Linked DNA regions of Mus musculus: region 1 is linked to region 2. The links are chromatin contacts, called in public promoter capture Hi-C maps. All regions are on one chromosome and are shown on one strand. Each heading gives the region's core, a stretch centred on a gene start, on an enhancer-like site or on the middle of the called end of the contact. The rest is flanking DNA. Distances are from core to core; before and after follow the strand shown. Region 1 holds the start of Syncrip (synaptotagmin binding, cytoplasmic RNA interacting protein). Region 2 holds the start of Phip (pleckstrin homology domain interacting protein).

The links. Promoter capture Hi-C pulls out the DNA fragments that hold promoters and counts their contacts.
Region 1: a promoter capture Hi-C map of pre-B cells shows a contact between it and region 2. The contact joins the promoter of Syncrip here to the promoter of Phip in region 2. A contact is called at or near these places in 2 of 39 promoter capture datasets (cranial neural crest and pre-B cells) and 1 of 484 Hi-C or Micro-C datasets (CD4 T cells).

The regions. Positions count from the first base shown.
Region 1 is chr9:88,480,809-88,484,247 of GRCm38.p6, reverse strand. It overlaps Syncrip (synaptotagmin binding, cytoplasmic RNA interacting protein), which reads left to right and starts at 1,851. Exons shown (of 11, transcript NM_019666.2): 1 at 1,851-2,192.
Region 2 is chr9:82,974,161-82,977,743 of GRCm38.p6, reverse strand. Phip (pleckstrin homology domain interacting protein) reads left to right here and starts at 2,255. Exons shown (of 40, transcript NM_001081216.1): 1 at 2,255-2,492; 2 at 2,598-2,656; 3 at 2,788-2,817; 4 at 3,011-3,070. The coding sequence starts at 2,453.

The DNA.
Region 1 (3,439 bases), core at 602-3,101, 5.5 Mb before region 2:
GCTGGAGACGTGCCTCAGCAGTTAAGGGGGCTTACTGCTCTTTTAAGAGGACCCAAGTTTGGTTCTTAACTGCGTGTAACTCCAGCTCCAGTGGGATCCATTGCCTCTGTGGGCACCTGCACTCACATGCTCATACTCACATGCTGACACACACATACAGATAATTAAATCTTTTAAAATATGCAAGGGGAAAAAAAGGGTCTAAAACATGAAAGGAATTTAGGTCAGAGTTGGAGAGGAGAGGTTTCAATTCGAGAATTCTTGACATTGCCTAGGGAGGGGCACTTTTCTATTCAGGGCTCATTAAATAAGAACTGTAAGTATCAAACTTTCTCCACCTTGTTTAACCTACGGTCTTTCTATTACCACTTTGGTTGTTTTTTCAATGCTATCATTATCCAGACTTTTGTGGTACTAACTATAATATCTTGCTGAATTAATTAAATACCATAGCAAGGATATGTTTGGTAGTATGGGATGTAGGCGGTGGATAGGCAAAGCCTTATTAAGCAGGTTTTGGATAGCAGTACTTCAGAAATATTTCCTACTTGATCCACCTGTCAACAGAAAAAAAGCTCAATTTTATGTGTCTAGGCACTTTGAAGAGTGTTTATCTAAGTTTCCTTGGACTACTTACTGGCTTATCATAGCATAAAGCTCATTTGGAAGAACAAGTAGCTTTCTAATTGTAGTTTTTTGTTTTTTTTTTCAAAGAGGATAATGCCATTTTTCATTACAGTCGCTCTGGATAAAATTAGTATCCATATCGCCTGAGATACAAACGCCTTTGTCTTGTCTTTCTTGTCCATAGTAAATGGTTACAAAGGAAATGTCACTTCACATAACATTTAATTGCCAAGATGCTTGAAAAGAAACACATTTCCCTCACAGTAGTCCTAATCACGCAGCTTTGTGCTGCTTCAAGTTGTTCAAAGTGTGCCAGGAGGAGCACTTAACTGCTTAAAAGGCCAGGGACAGAAACGGAATATTGCACAATCCAACACCACCGGGTCGGTTAAGCTTCCAAATCTGGCCTCCCTGTCATCCCCGAGCCGGAGGCACAGGGATTTCCTCGCAAACCCGCGGCGCCCCTCCCTCCGCCCAGGGTATTCGTGGAAGCGGAGGACGGCGCGCGCCGGGCCGCGGGATACCCCATTGTCTAGCAGCGGAAGCCGGGGCTCCCCGGGGTGACTCCCGAACTCCAGCCCCGCCACCGGGTGGCCCCGAGCTCCGCCGTTCCCCGTGCAGCTCCCCTCCCCCGCAGCCCCATTGTCTGCCTCGCCTCGCCCCGCCCCGGGGGACACGTGCGCCTGCAGCTTCTCCAGCGCCCAGGGCGCGGGGCGGCCGCGGCGGCGACAGCCCCAGCCCCGGCAGAGCGGGCAGCCAACGTCGGGCACCCTCGGAGCCCAGGCCGGCGGTGGGGCGGTGGGGGGCGGGGAGGGCGGGGTGGGGATATGCTTGTCTCCTGACAAAGAACGAGTGGGACACGCCGAGCCGGCGGCCCCGCCCGCGGAGCGAGAGGGAGTGTCCGCACAGAGGGCGGGTCTCTCATTCACTCGGCCCCTCGCTGTCGCCGCGGCGGAAGGGCGGGGTCTCTCCCCCCCCCCCGACCGGGAGTTAGGGGCGGGGCGAGAGGCGGGGCTCGCGGGCGCGCGTCCCGCGGCGTCGTCTGCGTCGTCACGTCAGCGCGGGAGAGAGAAAGAGCGACTCGGCAGGGACTGGGGACGGGGCCGAGAGAGAGCTAGCGAGGGAGGGCGTGAAGCCAGAGAGAGCCAGAGAGGAAGAAGGGCGGCCACTCGTGTGTGAGCGGCCGCGGACGGGAGTGGGGAAGCTGGGGGAGGAGGTGCAGGGAAGGAAGGACGAAGGCTGAGAGGACAGGGCGGCTAGCGGCCGGCGGAGGTGGCGAGGGGAGAAGGAGGAGCTGTCGGAGGGCAGGGGCTGAGCTGAGGGAGTGAGGGAGAGAAGCGGACGCGCCAGGGAGGGGAGGGAAGGGGGGTCACGCGGGGGCGCGCGCGCACCGGGAGCGCGCTCGGAGGCGAGTGGAACTGGATCGGGTTTGCTGCCAGCGGCGTGAGCTTCGGCCGCCATTTTACAACAGCTCCACTCGCGCCGGACACAGGGAGCAGCGAGCACGCGTTCCCCGCCAGCCGACCCGGTCGGACAGGATTCCTCGGCCCCAGCCCCGCGGGGAGGTAACGACCGCGGGCCCCCGGGTCCGGGAGGGGAGCTCCGTGACATTGTGGAGGGTGCTTGGGGGAGGGCGGCGCGGGGAGAAACCGGCTTTTCTGGAAAATGGATTCCAAGGGGGAGAGAAGAGCACGTTGGCCGGGGCTGCCGGAGAGTAGGCCGCGGCCGCGCCGCCACTTCCTCCTCTCCCCATGTGCAGCCGCGGCTGGGCTTTGTCTGCGGCGCTCCGGGAGGAGGCGCCTCGACAGCCCGATGGCCCGCGCGGAGCGCGAGCGGCGGACTTGGTGCTGTCGTGGCCGGCGGCGCGGGAGTGGGCGGAGAGGCGCGGGGTGCTGTCCCGCGACCGGCCGGCGGGCTTGGGCGGTGCTCGGCTCCCGCGGGCGTGTGCTTGGCGGCGGAACGCCCTCCCCGCGCGGGCTGTCGGCCTCGGCGCCGCAGCCACTGCACCGAGGGGTGCGGGAGGCTGGGGGTCGCGGGCGCCCGGGAGCGCCCGGGGCGGAGAGCCATGTGTCACGGCGGAGACGGCAGCGCTGGGGGGCGGGGAAAGCCCGTGGCCTGGCGCCGCGGCGGCCTCAGTGTTGAGGGGCGAGATGGTGCGGTTGCACGGTTCAGGGGGCTCGCACCGCGACTGCGGGTTGATGTTGGGAGGCGGTGATGACCGTCTTGGCCCGGTACTCGGTGGGTTTCCGTTGAAGGAAGTTGTAGGACATTTGAAGGCGCAGAGCACGTGTTTCTAATGGGTTCCTGGCGGCCGCAGTGGCGAGGCTGCCGCTCCGGGTGCGGAGTCGGGGGCGGGCTTTGGGGTGTGGGGGTGAAGGGTGGAGGAATTGGGTGGTGGGAAGGTGGCTTGTGTGAGCGCTTTGTTCTTCGCTGGCTGTTGTTACTGATCTATAAGCGGCAGGCGGGAAAAGCGCACTTTCTGGTTTACCTTGGAGAGAGACAAGCCCAGCGTTGCTTGCTTCACACACCTTATTCTCCGTTTTGGAACTGCTGCATGTGGCAGGCTGGGCCGGTCGCTGTGCTGATTGGGCTTCATTTGTAATAAGGTTTTTCTCAGTGAGTGTTAGCAGGTGAAGTCAGGGGTGGTGCTCAGGAAGAATCTAGTGAATCGGTCCTTCTGTACCCGAGCTCCAAAATCTGGCTTGTCAGGCGATAGTGATTTTAAGGTTTCTTTCAAGGGAGGTTCAGGCTGGCTGGTTGTAGTTAAGTGGTAGAGAAAGTAAAGATTGGGACTGTCATTGTCCTCTATTCT
Region 2 (3,583 bases), core at 1,006-3,505:
TGCTAGCCTCCCATGTCTCCTAACACCTACAAAACTTTATCCAGATACAGTTTACATTACTTGCCAAAATTTGATTTTTACCTCTCAAGGGCAAAACATCTAAGAGGAAGAATTAGATTAGTGTTGCGTGCAGAACCAGCAAGCCTCAAGTAGAATTTTTAGTTCTCAAAATCTGTTCATTTAAAGACCTTCTCAATGAAGTACCTAAATTATTTGAAGGACATAATGCATTTTAAAAAGTTAAGATAAAACAACATTAGTCACATAAATAAATACAATTGCAAAGGCATATAAAATATGTTTTATGCCTAATTATTCAGAAGCAGGCTACTTTACCTAACATTGTAAGACTAGGATTACACGTTTTAAAAATGCAAACATGTCCAGATTCTGAGGCTAGCCACACCAGTTTAGGGGCAGATCTTATAATACTGTAGCATTAGGACCAATCGGGGTAACCTCTTATTTTTATTGAGTTACAAAAGGCAATTTTACATCCATGATTCCAAAGGGGGTTGAGACGGTTTCCTCGTGCTCACATGTGTGAGAATGTCTGGTGTTTTAGTGCTCTTGCAGTACAGCCTAAGGCGGCTGCAGCATTTCCCACTAGGAAGGCAGGGAGCTAGGAGGGTGCAGGGCTTGAGGAAACAATCCCGGAAAACCACAATCCAGCTTCTTGGTCCTTACCTCACAAATTACCTTTTAAAATCAGACCCATAAAATGCAGCTTATTATCTAAGAAATTCAAAGAGGATCTTTTGTTAAGGATTAACAAAAGAATGACTAGCCTAATTCTCTTTAAAAGGCCAACCTTTAAAAAAATTGAACTCTCAAAGTCTTTTTGGAAAGTGCTTAATTCATCTGGAGATAAATATCACTCGGTGTCCTTGTTTTTTAACAAACGGCCTTTTCCATTGTTTCCATTAATTTCACCCATATTCGTTTTAAAAATAACAAGGCCCCTATCCTCATCAGCAAAACACAGATGAACGATGTATCATATAAAACCAGTAATTACATTAGGATTTACGAAAAGATTTTTGTTTCTGCTTTTCGCCAGTTTTTAAGAAGTCTTCCCGTGATTAACTGTAAACAGGAATGGTTTACACCGTAAATTAGAAGCCATTAATTAGCATGACGAAGTCAACTGCAAGATACACAGATAATTTAAATTATTTAATCACTAATCACCTTTGCTAAACTGTAATATACTCTTTCAATAACCTTCGGTAGGTTATCGACCGTGTCAGTAATTTACCTCCATATCAGTTAGAGATAAGTATTAGCTAGCGCCCTTTCCTTTCCTTCAGGTTTATATTAGCCCTTCTTGTAAACACTTTAAAAAGCTTTAAGGTTCTTCACTTCCAAATCCCTAATTAGCCATCACTAGCCTTTTTGTAATAAGTGGGGGAAAAGATGAGCTGAAGTACAAATCTGGAGTTCCTCTTGCCCGTTTATCAAAACAAAAACATTTTTTTTTTTTAAACGAACGCTTCAGGCGATGGTAGTAATAAAAGAAATATGCAGAGGTGGCTTCGGGGAATAACGGGTTTGCAGAACGCAAGTGGCTCAAAAAAAAAAAAAAAAAAAAAAAAGCCCGAACCTCTATTGCAACCCACGGCACTCCAATAAATTACACAACACTTGCCCAGGCTGCAGAAATATCGCAGGACAAGACTTACACGGATGCCAATCCGCAGCATTTATACACATGCACATGGCAAGACTGAAAGCAAACACTAGCGTTCAAGTCGGGCAGGGCAGCGCGATCCCGACTTGGCCCAGCTTGAGAGTGCTCGCTGAGAGTCTCTGTGCGTGCGTGAGAGTGAGCCCAGTCCTCCCGGCATTTCCCCTCTTTGAGCAGTTTTGCTTCATTTGTTTCCTATTTCTGCTACATAGAAACTAACTTCCATCTCAACCCAGCCAGCGCCGCTGAATAGAGCCTGTGCTGCGGCTCCGTGTGCGTCAGATCCCTCCGCGCAGCCGTGCCGGCCCCCTCCTCCCCTCCCTCCCTTTCTCCCTCCCGCCCGCGGCCTCTTTAGAGAAAGCGCCCGCCAGGCAGCCCGCCGCTTCGGCTCCGACATCTCCTCGCGCTGGAAATAAATAAATAAGTGGCGGCCCAGGGCGCGCGGAGCGACGACCGCGCGGGCGCGGGCCTAGGCCGAGGCACTCCTTTTCCCGCGGGGGGCGGGGGCGGCGAGTGCGGGGCCGCGAAGGCGCGGACTCCTTTCTGCGGCGGAGGGATCCCGGCGGAGGCGGCCGCAGCCGGGGCCGCTGCCTGAGAGTTGTTGTTTCCTCCTCCTCCTCCGCCTCCGCCGCCGTTGCTTGAATGGTGGAGCCGAGGCTCGGCTCGTGAGCACACACTGACAGCTACAGGGCAGGCGGCGGCACCGTCCCCGCGTCCCCTCGGCGGCGGGGTGTCCCGCCGGCGGCCCCGAAGTGACCCGCAAACATGTCTCGTGAGAGGAAAGGCCTCTCGGAGCTGCGATCGGGTAAGTCGGGCGCTGCGGGGCCGCCGCGCCGGGCGGACTCGCCCGCGGGCCCCCGCCCCCCGCGGCCGCTCAGCCCGTGTCTCCCCGTCCTTCTCTCCCGCGCAGAGCTCTACTTCCTCATCGCCCGGTTCCTGGAAGATGGACCCTGTCAGCAGGCGGCTCAGGTAGGCGGCGCGCGGCGCGGGGACGGGCGGGCGCTCGCGGTGGCCGCCCGCGGGCGTGGGGGAGGGCGGCGGCGGCGGCGGGGCCGCGGCCCGGGGCGCGGGGGCTCAGCGTCCCCGCTTTGTTGTTGCAGGTGCTGATCCGCGAAGTGGCCGAGAAGGAGGTAAGGGCGCGGCGGCCCGGCGCCGTCCCGCCGCCGCACGGCCTCCCCCGGGCCGCTGCGCAAGCTCGGGCGTCCGGCGGGGCGCGGGACGCGGGGCGCGGGGGGTCCCCGGCGGGGCGCGGGGCGGACTGGGGAGGGGAGCGGCGTCGGTCCGGGCCGGGGGCCGCGCTCACCGGGCGTCCTGTCCCCGCAGCTGCTGCCCCGGCGCACCGACTGGACCGGGAAGGAGCACCCCAGGACCTACCAGAATCTGGTGAGACATTCCTAGCGCACTGCAAAGAAACTTTTCCCCGAGTCGAATAAAAATTGAATTTCCCGCAATTTTTTACAGAGACAAAAACTTGGCCCCAGAACGGGAAAAGCTGCAAAGGCCACGGGGAGGGTTGGGAGGCCGGAGCGGGGGCTGCGGGGGGCGGCAGCCGGGGGTGCGGGCGCCCCGGGGCCGCGGGGTCCGCGGACAATTTATTTGTGATATTTTGTTAATGTGCTAGAAATAAAGATACGTCATGAGTGTTGTGCAGTGCAAGGCCAGAGGAGGAGGGGCCGGCGCGCGTATCCGCGCGGGGGCGCGCGCGCGGCGGCGGCGGCAGCGGGAGCGGCGCAAGCCTGGAGAGCGCGCTCGCCAGCTCCTTGCTTGCTCTGCACGCGCGGCCGGCTCAGCTTTCTCCAGCTCCACACAATAGCTGGTGACTAACTGCTCCGAAGTGGCATTAGCATTTCACAAGAAGGCCTTTGAGCCGCGGAGGAACCTTGGCAAGATTTTTTA